Linked DNA regions of Lactuca sativa: region 2 is linked to region 1. Evidence: chromatin contacts called from public Hi-C data. All regions are on one chromosome and are shown on one strand. The core of a region is the stretch at or near the end of the contact, and the rest is flanking DNA. Distances in the headings are between cores, read along the strand shown.

The links. Hi-C and Micro-C count contacts between places; a contact is called where the count stands out from the background.
Region 2: a Hi-C map of leaf shows a contact between it and region 1, with 6 times the contacts expected there. The contact joins the promoter of LOC111888631 here to the promoter of LOC111910037 in region 1. A contact is called at or near these places in 2 of 4 Hi-C or Micro-C datasets (both in leaf).

The regions. Positions count from the first base shown.
Region 1 is chr5:175,205,274-175,213,154 of Lsat_Salinas_v11, forward strand. LOC111910037 (3-ketoacyl-CoA synthase 11) reads left to right here and starts at 3,452. Exons shown (of 2, transcript XM_023905831.3): 1 at 3,452-4,426; 2 at 5,919-6,870. The coding sequence starts at 3,692. The coding sequence ends at 6,701.
Region 2 is chr5:175,501,678-175,509,558 of Lsat_Salinas_v11, forward strand. LOC111888631 (pyruvate kinase isozyme A, chloroplastic) reads right to left here and starts at 4,916. Exons shown (of 6, transcript XM_023884759.3): 1 at 4,165-4,916; 2 at 4,001-4,091; 3 at 3,717-3,910; 4 at 3,415-3,536; 5 at 2,843-3,321; 6 at 1,293-1,872. The coding sequence starts at 4,731. The coding sequence ends at 1,571.

The DNA of each region.
Region 1 (7,881 bases), core at 2,202-4,701:
GAGAGATTATATATAAAATAATTATATTTATTTTTTTCTTTTTTTTTAAAAAATAACTGAAAAGATCATAAATGATCTCTATGGTGTGAAATGACGAAAATGCCCTTCAGTTAACGGATAAAACTTAACGGAGTTAGCAATAAAGACCAATCGTCAAAAGGTTTGAAAACATAGGGACCATCTATAACGTTTCTAAACCACGCGTACTATACTTCAGATTTTGGGAAACCACAAGGACCATTTATGATGTTTTTTCTTTTAATAATATTTATAATCTTTTTTAAATAAGACAATAATATTAGTTTAGTTAAGACTAACATAAATTTATAAATTGCATCACGTTACCAAACAAAAAAATTCAAAAAAAAAAAAAATTCTAACTTAATTAATTATAACGTTAAAAATAATATTAACAAATGTTATAATATGATTCAAAATACTTATAACTTTATATAATAATCTATATAAATAATTATTATTTTATTGTTAATTTCAATAATATAAGTATTTTCAAAAATGCATTTGTAAACTTTTAACTAATTTTACTCTGTACAACGTAAGTATTCATCTAGTTCTTTATATAATTAAATATCTTAACCAATAGACTTTAATGACAAAACTTTGAGGGGGTGTTTGGATAAATAGTTTTTAGTTTATTAGCTTATTACTTATTTATTTATCGCGGTGAAAATAAACATTTGTTTAAAATATGTTTGGATTAGCTTATTGTGGTGGAAATAAGTAATAAACAATAAACATTTTAAGTGTTTGGCAAACAAAACAGCTTATATGAGTAAAATGACCAATAAGCAATAAACAATAAACAATAAATATTCCCCCCTTATTTATTAAAATCAGTTTGTTTGACTTATTCCTACAGCAATAAGCTAATTTTTAAAGACTCCTATCAAAAAGACTTAAATTTGCTTATTAGGGTGGGATTAAACAATAAACAATAAACAAACTATTTTTTTTCCTATCCAAACACCCCCTTATATTAGTAATGTTTCTTTAAAATTAATCTCTGTTATTGAAACATAAAATATATGGATTTATATAGTTTATAACGAGCAATATTTTAATAAAATGTGTATAAGAAATTATGTTTTTTGATATCAAAATAATTAATGAAGATATTCTCTTTTCGTATGAATTAAAATCGTTTGAGACTTTAAAATCATAAATCATAAATTTAATATAACACTTGTTTCAATAAATGAGAGTTTCATGTATATTGAAATTATGAAATGGTTTTAATAGATTCTACATTAATATACTGTTTTTGTACGTTAATATAATGTTTATTGGTTATTTATTTTTTAATAAATTCTATTTTTTAATATTTGTATTTTTTATGAGAAATTCATATATATCTTTAAAAAACAATTAAATATTATATTTTCTCTATCTAAATTATATATACTGTATATGAGCTTCGACAATATTATAGTTATTAAATTCATTTTTTTAAACATTTTGCTTATAATCATTATTTATTATAAAAAATCATTTTAGTGATAAAAATAAATTGATCATAATACCCTTCCTTCAAACATATCACCAAGAAAAGGCTTGGACACACAATCAACACACATGTGGAAGGCCACTCCACCATTAGAGCGTCCACATCGGGTGCAATGATATGATCTTGCAAATCATGCCACCTCATCATCATCATTTAGAACTTTTGGAAAGAAAAATTAGTGGGCCATGGCATTTGATTAAAATAATAATAGAATTACATTTGCAAGTCTTGCAAACTGTGAAAAATAAAGATACATGTGGCATTTAATTCTTGTGATGTGGCATTGCAAACTAGTTTTGCAAGCTGCAATGTAGAAGCTCTTATCATTATTTGATCCAAAATACCTAACTCAACAACGATTTAAATCACTAGTAATTTCATCTCTTGCGATTTTTGTTCACAAAGTAATATTCAATTTGATAATCATTAGTGATTTCTATCATGTACGTGTTTAGACAATGAACTTTTTTGATTTATAACAATTGTATTATGCTATTTTGATAAAAAAAAATATTGATTTAAAATAATTATAGAAATTTAGAAAACATTAAAAAATAAGATTTTGAGAAAATATAAAACTTTGAAAGTTATTTACAAGTATATATATTATATTGACACCTTAAGTATGACATATATAATATTTTATTGTTTATTTATAAGAGAAAATGACTAATAACTATTTTTTAAAATCTTTTACCATAAAATAGCCACACAAAATTACGAAATTATCCACAATTTTTGCAAACAATCATTTGCAAAAAAAATATAGGTGTCCTGCGAAAATGTTAGTGTTTAGATTTTAACCGGTTAACACCTATGAAAATCTAGGTTGACTGCGAAAAAGTTTTTTGCCCTAGATTAGTGTATGTCACACTTTTGATTGGGACAACCTAAATTGATGATTGTTATGAAGTTTGTATATAAAAACGAAAATGTTTTTTTATGAATTTTTTTAAGACTTTTTTAGGACACTCTTGTTATTAGGAGAACCAAAATGGTATAATGATTGTTATAAAGTTTGTATGAAAGAGCTATGATGTGTTTTTTTTAAAGTTTCACCGAATATCATATTTTGGAAATAAAAAATATAACTTCTTGACATCCATTTTGGTTGGGACAACCTAAATTGATTGTTATGAAGTTTGTATATAAAAACAAAAATGTTTTTTTATGAATTTTTTTAAGACTTTTTTAGGACACTCTTGTTATTAGGAGAACCAAAATGGTATAATGATTGTTATAAAGTTTGTATGAAAGAGCTATGATTTGCTTTTTTTTTTAAAGTTTCACCGAATACCATATTTTGGAAATAAAAAAATATAACTTCTTGACATCCAAATTGAGAATGTAATATATCAACGAAAAGTCATTGTTAACATAATGAAAAAAAACCTCAAACAAAGTTTGTATACAAAATTTATGAATAATCAAAGTTAGGGTTTTTTTCATAATTTTCACCGGTTAATTTATTGTGAAGTAAATAAACATGACTTCCCCACATTCAATTTTTGATGTGTAATATGTCCATAAAAACCCTCGTTATAAAAAAAAATACAATGAAAAAAATCAGATCAAAGTTATTATAAAAATTTTATGAATGTTCAAACTTTGTAAATAAAGTACAGCCGAATGCAAAATTCTATATTTTCGGAGATTGACCACATGCGAAAATTATGGCTATTTTAATACTTTTTTAACTTTTTTTTTTTTTTTTTACTATTTTATGGTAAAATCTGAAAAAAAAAAAAAAAAAAACATTTTTTCGATCTATATTCTCCGAACTTTTATTCACTTTTTAATAAAAGTAATATATTTAGATTTTTTTTTAGAAAAATCAACAATACTACGTCTTACTTCTGATACATAAATTAAAAATTATCCGTTTAAATTGGAGTCGGTTTTATAGCTCTATAAGCCGTCCATTTTGCAACCTTGAATATTACATGTATCAAATCCCCTGCCCGCCTGCTCTCCGATTAATCGCTGGCGTAATGAATGCGATAGCGGGTAACCATTAAAAGTTCGTTTGGGGGTAGTTGCATCTTCATCCCCTTAAAACCCCCCTCAATTCATCACTTCTCCTCCAACCCACATTTCTTCTCCTTTCTGGGTGTTCTTCAATTTCCTCTAATTCATCTGGGTTTCTCTTCAATTTCCTGGTCAACAATGGCGGATTCACCTTCGGAGAGAGCATCTCTTCCAAACTTCCTCTTATCTGTCAAACTCAAATACGTCAAATTAGGTTACCATTACCTGATCACACATTTCATGTACCTGTTACTAATCCCAGTCCTTGCTGTCGTCTCTGTTCATCTATCAACACTCACATCACAAGATCTATTCCATCTATGGCAACAACTTCGATTCAATCTACTCTCTGTTATCATATGCTCAACTCTAATCGTCTTCCTAGCCACACTCTACTTTATGAGCCGCCCTAAGAAGGTTTACTTACTCGATTTCGCCTGCTACAAACCCGACGAATCTCACATCGTTTCTCGTGAAACATTCATGAATCATTCAGTTCTCACCGGAACATTCAGCGAAGAGAATTTAGCGTTTCAGAAGAAGATTCTCGAACGATCTGGATTAGGTCAGAAGACGTATTTCCCTGAAGCGGTGTTGCAGGTTCCGCCGAATCCGTGTATGTCGGAAGCTCGAAAGGAGGCGGAGATGGTGATGTTCGGCGCCATTGATGAGTTGTTGGCGAAAACTGGTGTGAAGGCGAAGGATATTGGTATACTTATTGTGAATTGTAGCTTGTTTTGTCCAACACCTTCGCTTAGTTCCATGGTTGTGAATCACTACAAGCTCAGAGGGAATGTTTTGAGCTATAATCTCGGTGGGATGGGTTGTAGTGCTGGATTGATCTCCATTGATCTTGCTAAACAGCTTTTACAGGTATTTTTCGTTTTCTTTTTCTTATTAATTTTATTCTTGTGGGATAACTTTTACAAAGTGATTATACTTTTTTTTTCTTTTTTTTTTTTGAATCTTTATTATTTTCAAAAAATGAAGACGATGATCGTACTATTTTGTATCTATGCAAGTAGTGCTAGCAACGTGAAACATATAAAACTAAAAAGTACACTATGATATGAATTATATTTTATTGGATCTCATAGCTGTAAATCCGGAGATACAAGTTAATTTAAAAGATTTTATGTTTCATGATTTTTTGGAAACTTCATAAATTCCAAAGGAATCGATTCTTTCATAGTTACATCGGTTTTAACGAATCCTTCTTTGAAGTTTTTAAAAATTGATTCGATTTTCATTTTAGTTAACCTCTAATGGGGTTTAATTTGATAAAATTTTCAAAAGAAAAATGTATGTAAGAATTACCGAATAATTTACAAGTTGTGGTTTTAAGAGCATCTTCATAGTTTTTATTTTTTTTTTAAGTTTTAATGGATATACGGTCTATGTGTAATCCTTCTTTATTTTATTTAGTAATGACTTTTTATTTTTATTGTAAGGACTATTTTATAAGAATTTTAATCATACGATAACTTATTGTGTAATCCTTTTCATTTCATAGAAAAGGACTATTTAATAGGAATTTTAATCATATGATAACTTAGTAAGGACTAATTAATAAGAATTTTATTAACAACTATTTAATAAGAATTTAATCAAACCGAGCAAAAAGAAACGACTTAGCTCAAGTCAAACCGACCGATCTAAATTTCAAAATTTGAACCTAAACTTTAGCCAATTAAAGGTGAAGATAAACCCATCTTGAAAATTAGTCCTTCGATATTTAATATTTAGCGATAACTTTTCATTTTTATGTGTGAGTTTTTATATACATCTAATCAATAATTATAAAATTAACTTGGATACAAAATTTCATGGTTAGATTAAGTTTTGAAATTGGATCATCTTCATTTATAATTATTTAGTTTTATAATTATTAATATGTATTTTACTTGATACAATTAGAGAATCGTCAAAACAATTTTATACTAAAAAAGACACTTTATTTTTTTTATATTGCTACGTATATTTTGAAGAAGAAAGCATATTTTCATGGGGTGATGTCATTACTTTTTTGTCACATGTGGGGTAGAATTCTGGACCTTTTTTTGCTTTATACTTGCTTATATGGCATGGGGCCCACCATGGGAAATACCCACCATGTGACTAATAGTCCAAATGAGAATTCCCCTTTTTCAGGAAGTATAGATCTAGATCATGGACAAGCTGGCCTTAATATGGCTACTTTTCTATACTTTCTTTAACATCCTAAACTAGAACAATAAAGGTATCATAACAATAATTATTCCAAATAATACCAACCCATTTTTTCCAACATTTGTTTGATCATAATTGTTGATTATTTGAAAACAAAATTTAATTTAATTTAATCCATTTGTTTTGTTGAAAATAGGTACAACCTAATTCCTATGCTTTGGTGGTTAGCATGGAAAATATAACACTAAATTGGTACTTTGGGAACAATCGATCTATGCTCGTGTCAAATTGTCTATTCCGAATGGGCGGTGCTGCAATTTTGTTATCTAATCGGTCATCTGATCGTCGCCGGTCAAAGTACCAACTAATCCACACAGTGCGGACCCACAAGGGCGCAGACGACAAATGTTATAGTTGTGTTTTCCAAGAAGAGGACAACGAGAAAAACATAGGTGTTGCTCTTTCAAAAGATCTAATGGCAGTAGCCGGTGAAGCCCTAAAAACAAATATCACCACACTCGGGCCACTAGTGCTCCCCATGTCGGAACAACTCTTGTTTTTTGTCACATTGGTCGCAAGAAAAGTGTTTAAATTGAAAATTAAACCATATATCCCGGATTTCAAGCTTGCATTTGAGCATTTTTGTATCCATGCGGGAGGAAGAGCAGTGTTGGATGAGTTGGAAAAGAATCTTGAATTATCTGAGTGGCATATGGAACCTTCTAGAATGACACTTTATAGATTTGGTAATACTTCGAGTAGCTCATTGTGGTATGAATTGGCGTATTCAGAAGCTAAGGGTCGGATAAAGAAGGGAGACAGATCGTGGCAAATTGCTTTTGGTTCGGGTTTTAAGTGTAATAGTGCGGTTTGGAAGGCGTTGAGGTCTATCGATCCGAAAAAGGAGAAAAGTCCGTGGATTGATGAGATACATGAGTTCCCCGTTCATGTACCGAGGATCGAAAAGATTGGTTGTTAAGATGTCGTGTTTTTTATTTTTCTTTAGCGAAATTGAATAACCTATGGTTTTTATTGATGTTATGTATTATAGAAGTCATTTAAAGGAAAAGGGCAATTGGCCTTTGGTCTTTCCCTTGTGATGGATCGTGGAATATGAAAGTGAATATTAACATTTACTATTTTCAGAATTATAGAATATTTTAATTCAAAACGGTTCTTTATACAAAATTTATCTATGTGTTAGAAAATCATATAAAAAATACAAATCCAAAGAGAGCTTGCAACTATGATGTTCGTAGGTCAAATACATATCTCCATTTCAAAGGTATAAATGTATAGTTGATTGGATAGATTGAAGGTTGCACACAAAACAAACTCTATAGGATTACAGGAAACACAAATCATGGATTACACTAGTGTCAAAATTGAAGGATGTTGGGACTCAACTAACCATAATTCTGAAGGGGTAGATTCAAACAGTAAATCGGGTGGATTGATATCAATTTAGGATACACGGTGCTTTCAGAAATTGGAAGTAATCAAATCTCTCTTCTTTTTTTTTTTTTTTTTTTTTTTTTTTTTTTTTTTTTCTAATTGTTATTGGTTGTTGGATTGGTGTTATAGGAAATACAATCTTCGCCAACGTCTATGCTCTATAATCACCATTTGAGAAAAAGGTTTTATGTACTGAACTACTTAGAATCAAACTATATTTGGTGATTTTAATGTTGTGAGGCAAAAAAAAAGATACAACTCACATTTATGTCATAGTGCATATGCCTTCAATCGATTCATACTCAAGGCTAATTTGGAAGAGTTTAACATGGGTGGTGAGAGATATACATACATGTCACGTGTTGATGCCAAATTAACAAATTAGATAGGTTTCTAGTTTGTTCTAATTTTTTGTCTGCATTCCCTGATGTAATTGTGATGGCCATTCCCATACGTACATGTCACGTCCAATGAATGTTCAACCTATAGAGTACAACGAGTACGATTCAAACTCGACTACAAAAACTAATTGGTATTTGCATACTTGCAAAGTTCTATCCAATTAAACTTACATAATTGGGTCTTATTTAAGATCTTGTAATTCAAAAAACACCCTCTTAGTAGACCAACGATCCTTCCCGCTAAGAATCATGTCGATATACCTATAAATGACTAGAGAATGAGTAATTGGAATTGTGTTTATT
Region 2 (7,881 bases), core at 3,666-6,165, 300 kb after region 1:
TTTCGGTTCTAAACCCACTTTACCCGGTTCCATCCTACCCACTCTGATGTTTCTGGGTTTTCCGGCTCTAGACCCACTTTACCCCGTACCGTACCCAGAACCGGTTCCTATATACTGGCCCAGATTTCGATCCTACAAAATCCCGTTAACCAGTTTCGGGTCCGTCGAGTCTGGGTTTGGACCCACGTCGAGTCTGGGTTTGGACCCACTTAGATCCCTAATTGACACGATATAGAAGAGGGAACGACATCAGAAAGGAAACCTCAAGTAGTTGGAGACAGAAAAAAAAAAGTTGCATATCCGGAAGTAAACCCAAACACCAAATACATGTGGACCCAAACCAGTGCAACACGTGGCAAAACCCCAAGAGTTATAAGCTATGAGTCATTGTCATCTGGAATCGAGAGAATAAAACTGTAAAACTCCAATCCAAGTACGAAAAATGTCAAACCCCCTAAATTCATGTGGCCAAACGCTAAAGTGTGTAAGCCTATAAGCGTCATATGTTTTATTATAATAGAGTAATATAATAGAGTGGTATAGAGTAGATGATGGGTACATATTGTAGTATTGTACTAATTATAAAGCCGAAAAGGTTAACCCAAAGAAGATAGTATCTAAACCAATTGGCTCAATTTGGGCTCATAGCATGTATAACTTTATTCTTTACAGAACATTTAGCCCATTCTATTTATCTTAAAAAAATCTTGATCTAAAATAACTTCGATCTAAAGAAACAAGTTAATATTTAGTATTGACATGGTTTTATTCGAACAGTTCCTTGAATTGTACAAAGACCAAGAGTCCAAGACCTCACTTTTAATCTAAATGCGTAACAGTAACCATAAATCAAGAATAAATAAATTATTTTAGAACATGAAACATTTTATTCAAGCTAAAGAAATACATTACCTGCAATAAGAAATTGATCAAGTAAATTACCCGTTTGGCCGTTTATGCAGTTTGTCTTTTTTACTTATTTATTTATTTAGTTATTTACTTGTTACTATATGCATATATGCATTACTTATTTACCTTCTACACAAAAAAAACAAAAAAACAAAAAAACAAAAATCTTCAAAATACAAAGTACTACATGGGACACAAGTGGACTATTTATTTATTTAGTTATTTACTTGTTACTATATGCATTACTTATTTACCTACTACACAAAAAAATATTTCTTCAAAACACAAAGTACTACATGGGACATAAGTGGACTATTTAGAGCTGTGACATTCACTTCTTTTGCACATACAACATATCAATTATCAAAATTAAAGCCTCTATATGAGATAAAAATTACAATTTTTTTATCACATTAACATCAATGTCAATTTAATCCAATGCATATCAAACACAGTACAACAACCATTTACTACATTAGAAAGACATCCCCTCAATCTAACAAACAACCTTCTCATCAAACCGAAAACAAATCCAACAAATTACAAAGTCCATAAGTTCAACATAACAAAGTGCAAATACAAACTTCTAACAAATCACAATCTTTAAGACTTTTTGGCATCAAGATAGATCACAAAAACCCTAGTCAACACAAGTTTTTCCTTATGGCACATTCATAACTTGAATCGATTGCAACATGTCTGAAACCGCAATAACAAGATCACCCGATTTGATCATGCCTCGAGCTTTGAGTAGAGAAAAAGTTTTGTTGAGATTGCTTTCCATGTCATCCGAGAAACCAAGGCGAAATGGTATTAAACCCCATTGTAGATTTAAACGTCTTCTGACCGAAGTATCGGTTGTGAACGCAAAAATCGGGCAGTCCGGGCGGGACCGGGACAGGAGAGATGCCATGTGCCCGTCTTTTGTGTACACAAATAGCGCGTCCACTTCGAGATTATTAGCTGTAAAATCATCAAATAATACAAATTACTCGATTTGTATGATTAGTAATAACATGGATACATATTTAAGAAAATAACAACATATTTGGGGAAATGGAAGAAAAACATTAAATCGGAATTAGTGTCTTAATACATTAAGCCATGTTTTTTGGCTTAACCCATTAAGTCATTATGTTCAGATAAATTCAAAAGGAAACACCATGTATAGTCATGCAGATTAAGTGCTTAATCCATTAAGTCAAAGAAACAAACTCCTAATCTTGTAAGTTATACTTGAGTTTTCTTTTACTTCATACAAAAAGAACAACTTAATACAGAAAATCATTTTTTTCATTAACTCCCAACTTTTTTACAAATTTCCCCTTGTTTACTTTTTCCTTCAATTTCCCCAAGTATCCCATCATTTTCTCAAATATCTTTTAATCATCATTTATCCAAACAACACTTAATTAACCAAAAACAAAGAAACATCATAGCAATTATCATACTAAAAAGGACAATATACATAAAAACCACTATATTTTCTCCCCTTTATAGAGAAATCTCCGATAAAATCCTAAAATTTTGGGAATTTTATCCCAACTTTTAATTTTTGAACAGAAAAGTCTCGATTATTTTATGTTTTGCCCAAATTCACAAAACAATCCTTATTTTTTTTTCAACAGAAAACGACAGATTATCATATAAAATTAGATAATCATGACTTTTTCAAAAAATAAATGTTGGGATTAAACCATAAACTGACCCAAAATATTGAGACTTTATCGAAAATTTCCCCCTTTATATGTTAAAACTAACATGACTTCTCATCTACACACATGACATCATCATATAGCACTCTATGAAATAACATCATCATTAACACATGTAGAGAAACAAGAAGCCATTTCAAAAACTCATATACTATTTTTATGAAGTAGATATAAATTTAATTATAATAAAACTTGTTTCAAGATCAAAGAATTCTCACCCATTTTTGCAGCCGAATTACAAATCTCTTCCGAAATACTATCCGAAAAAGAAGAAGCAATATCAGGCAACTCCATAACTTCATGTCGTTTCTCTTCCCTCCACCATTTTTCAATCCTCAAACTCACACTTCTCAAAACAGTCAAAGCCTTATCAGGAAACTGACCCATTGCTGACTCACCAGACAACATGAGTGCATCAGCACGTTGTCTCACAGCTTCTGACACGTCAGCAACTTCAGCTCTTGTAGGTGTTGGATACTCAATCATGGATTCAAGTAGCTGTGAAGCTACAATTACTGGTTTGTTTAATTTTCTGCATGTTTCAACTATTTTTTGTTGGGCTAATGGGACTTGTTCTAATGGGATTTGAGCACCAAGGTCACCACGTGCTACCATGGCTCCATCTGAAGCTTGAATGATTTCTTTTAGGTTTTTTAGTGAGTCGATGCTTTCGATCTTTGCAAGTACTGCTATGTCCCTGTAAAGAATTTGTCAAATGGGTTAAAAGTGTAAATTGTGGGACCCAATTAAGAACATAAAGAAAAAAAAAATTGAATGATTTCTTTCTTACCCATCACGTGATCGAGCTTTGATGTAACTCTTAAGATGATTAATCACTTCTGCTGATTTGACAAATGATACTGCGATAAAATCAACACCTTCTGCAATCCCAAAATCTATATCCAACCAATCCTAAACCCACAATTACAAAACATTCAAACAATAACTTGTTAGTTACAATTTGCACAAAAGTGTTCAATTTTTGTCAAATACGATGTCTTTGTAGCATTTGAAGAAATAGGAAGATCAGTATCAAAACAAATGTCAAGGGTAAAAGTAACATTATATAATTCCAAGAAATAAAGCACAAACCTTTGAGGAAATTGTTGGAAGCATGGCATTACGTTCACGAACTAAGCTTCCATCACGCCAAAATGTCAAGTTTGCCCTTGGTAACAGAAGTCCTGGATCAGTACACAAACACTTGACATCTGGACCGATTTTTTCAATCACCTCAAACCTCACCATTCCTCCATCAACAAGAAGTTCATCTCCCACTTTCACATCTGTCATCATGTGGAAAATCAATTGCAATTAAAAAGATATTAACTTGTCTTACAGACATTAAGATTGGAATATATGATCTTTCATAATACCTTCTGCAAATCCATCATAGTTCACAGTGATTGATCGTTCAGGGCGAAGGGAATCGTATGCTCGGACACTGAATGTCCATACTTCTCCATCCTGCGTAATTCATTACCAAATTGATTGTTGTTTGAAGTGATTTTTATTATGAGAGAAAAGAGTAATTGAATACCTCAGCTTTTGCCGATGAAGCACCACCGAGATCCCCCATATGAATCTCACTTCCTTCAGTATCCATCATGATAGCAACAGCGTACCCTTTCTCCTCATTCAACCTCCTCACTCGTTCGATCACAGTCTTGTGCCACTCACGCGTCCCATGGCACATATTAATCCTCGCCACGTTCATCCCTCCGACGGCCAACGCCTCCAGCTGCTCAAACCCGCAGGTGGCGGGTCCGATCGTGCACACAAGTTTCGTTCTTCGAGTACTCCTGAATCCATTCTCCTTCAACTCCGCCTCCGTCACTGAATCCACTTCAATCGAACTCGAATCAGGTGGTGCAATAGTGATTGGTTTAGTCCCATTATCACTAACGAAATCCGCCGTCACAGCGGATAAACCCCCTTGTCCGTTGTCGGCGGAGGCGGATACCAAAACGACCGGTTTGCGGGGGGATTTGGTGAATGACAAGTAGCGATTGGGGGTTTGGAGCATGGGTTTTGAGTAGGAATTGGTGGAGATTGTAAAGTCCGGTGAACGGGAAGATGATACGAAGAAATTCAAAGATTGTGCCATTGTAGCTGAGCAAATTTCCAAATTGGGAAGTCCGTTAATGGTGTGAATTTTGGAAAGTAGATAGCAGAGTAGATATAGGATGAAGAGACAAGGAGGTTTGGCGGAGACAACGAGGTGGAGTTGGGAGCTTGGGTATTGTCGTTCGAGAAGGAAGGCGTTGTTGAGTAAATGGGTGAGATGTTGGTTGTATACTCGTATACATATAACCAATCAATTTTTATTTTTTATTTACAAAACTGCAAATTTCCTGCTGCAAAAATGGTCTAAAAAGTTTCAGCTTCTTACAAAATTAAGGTTTTTCTGAGTTTTTAATTCATAAACACTGAAAAGGCGATTATACATTTTTAATTTTTTTTATTTTTTATAATTATTTTAATACTATTTTAATTTAAAAATAAAAAGAAAAGAAATACAAAACCCCACCCACATAATTGCTGGTATGTTCACATAATTCATCTCTAGATCATTTGTAAAATCACTTAGAACTTGGATGAATCAAATTTCTTTTGAGAATAAATGTATTTAACTGAGTACACTACAACAACTTTTGCAATCAACAAGAGAGTGATGTAGAAGGGGAAACAAACTATGACTGAGATCGTCGTTTTTGAGAAATTGTGGCAAGATTACTTTATGGAGGGGTTCAACTAATCATCTTCTCTGAGCGTCTGAAGATCTGGGTTTTCAATTTTTTTCTCGATTTGTTGTGATTGTGTTCAGTCTAAACCATATTTCATTTGGGGGTTCCATAATTTCACTGCAATAAGATGGTTTGCATAGAAATTGAGGTTTGGATTGACTGAAGTGTATCGAGATTTTGAAGGATACATCATTGAAAAGAGGGTTTAATAGTGATTCCACTATCGCTCCATGTGTTTCATCCTTCTGTTTGCAATCCCACCACTGCTACATGTCGGAGCTTCCACCACCGATACATGTCTAGAGCTATTGTCGGAGTTGGAGAACTCGTCAGTGGGTCTTGAATCCAGAGATGAAACCCTAGTAATAGTCGGAGAAGCACAACTCAGTGGCATGAAGAACGGAGAAGGGAAATTCGCCGATGGGTCTTTAATCGTCGGAGTTGGAGAAATCATATATAAGGTTTAGCAAAACTGGGTTTTTTTCACTATGTGTGTGTATGTTTAATTTTCTTTGTGTGTGTGTAGAGTTTTGTGAGTGTGTGTTTTTGAGGAGATGATTTTTGAAGGTACAGAGAGAATGCAAAGTTCTCTTATGAAAACACACACACACAGGGGGGAGGGAGAAAGAGACGTAAGAGAGATAGAGTTTTACCCATTTTCTTATTATTATTATTATTGAAATGTTAATAAAACGTAAAAAAAAATGTAAAAAATGTAAAAGTAAATAAATAAGGGTATAACCGTCTTTTCAAGTTTTTTTGGACTAAAAACCCAGAAAAACCTTGATTTTGGACCTTCTGTGCAAACTGGAAACTTTTTGGACCCCATTCAAAGATTTTTGCAAACCATAAGGACCAAATTTGCACTTTTGTCTTTTTTTTATTTGTTGAAGAGATATGTGATACACTGTATCTACTTACATACATATTAAAGAATTATTCATTACATCTTCTGTTGTTTACTAAAGAAATCATTTTCAAACTTTTTTTAACAAGAGCTTTAGCAGTTCAAATGATTTTTAGTTTAGCCATTAATGATAAGAGTATTATGCCTACTTTCCGGTTTTGGGCTTATCACTTAAGTTTTGATTTACTTTCCGGTTTTGGGCTTATCACTTAAGTTTTGATTTTGTAACCTTATTAATCGTTATTTGAGAACATCCAAATGATTCAGATTTAATCATTAAGAGGCTCTAAATTAATATGTTTTAAATAAAAATATATGTTTTGTTAGGCATTTGAATAGTTGTGTTAAATGATAAAATGACTAAATAATTTTCAACTAAATAAATTGTTCCTGTTTGATAAAATATTTAAACAAACGTGTTCAATCATTAAAAAATACAAAATGTCATATAAAATTCAAGTTAAACATAAATCATGAATCCTTTCAAATACAACCTCTGATTTTTATTGCTATAATTTGTTAAAACTTTTAAGTTACAATGTTTTAATAAGAAAAGAAAAACTAAAAGTACAACATGAGCCTAAAATTATCCAAACACTAAGGCCATTTGTGATGGTCTTCACGACCACCACCATTTTCCACCTCCACGTCACCACCACAACTCTTCCCCTTGCAACCGGGATAGTGTGCACGAGAGGAGATCGTGGTCAAATCGAGAAAGAAGACAAGAAGAAGGAAAAATACTGAGGAAGAGTTTGTGGTCAAATGTGGTGGTGACCACGATCCTCCACGACAACGAGCAACCACGGAGGATGGGGATAGTGTTCATGGCTGTTGTTCGTTGTCACATCGACCACAATGAGCCTCGTGCTCAGTATACTGGAAGGTATAATACACTTAACTAGTCATCTTCATTGTGTCGGTTAGGTGATACATTAAGGCTGAAGAAGTTGGTTGGTTGGTTATGTTAGGTTTGAAGGTTGTAAGAAAAAGTCACTAGGAGAGAGCCTGTAATTACACAATGAAATATATATATATATATATATATATATATATATATATATATATATATATATATATCAAAGTTCCAGTTGTGAGTGGGAAACACTATTTATTTGGTTTTTCTTTTCTAGAGCCCAAAATTATTAAATTTTTATCATATTATAGTTTTTAAAGGTTTTGTTACAAATAGTTTTATTTGGAAATAGCAAGTTTGATTCTTATTAGAGCAAACTTTTCAAATTTACATTTTCTATCTTAAAATAGTTTTGATTAAACAGTCTTAAATTATTAGTAATTTTAAGTTACAATTTTGATCCCTAACTATACTTTAAAGTTACATTTTTGATCCGTTACATAATTATTTTTATCGTTTTCATTTTTATTAATATTAATCTTTTATTTAAAGGATGATTAATACGTTTAAGATAAATTTTCAAACTTCATTTTGTATGCCTCGTCCATACATAACTTTTTTAGCTTCGAAACCTTATTTTATAATTTTATGATTCACTTTATAAAAAAAATTTCGCCGCAACACGCATAAATTTCTCCCAAAAACTTTATTAATGTCGAGATGCGTTTTACAACATATTGGGCTTCC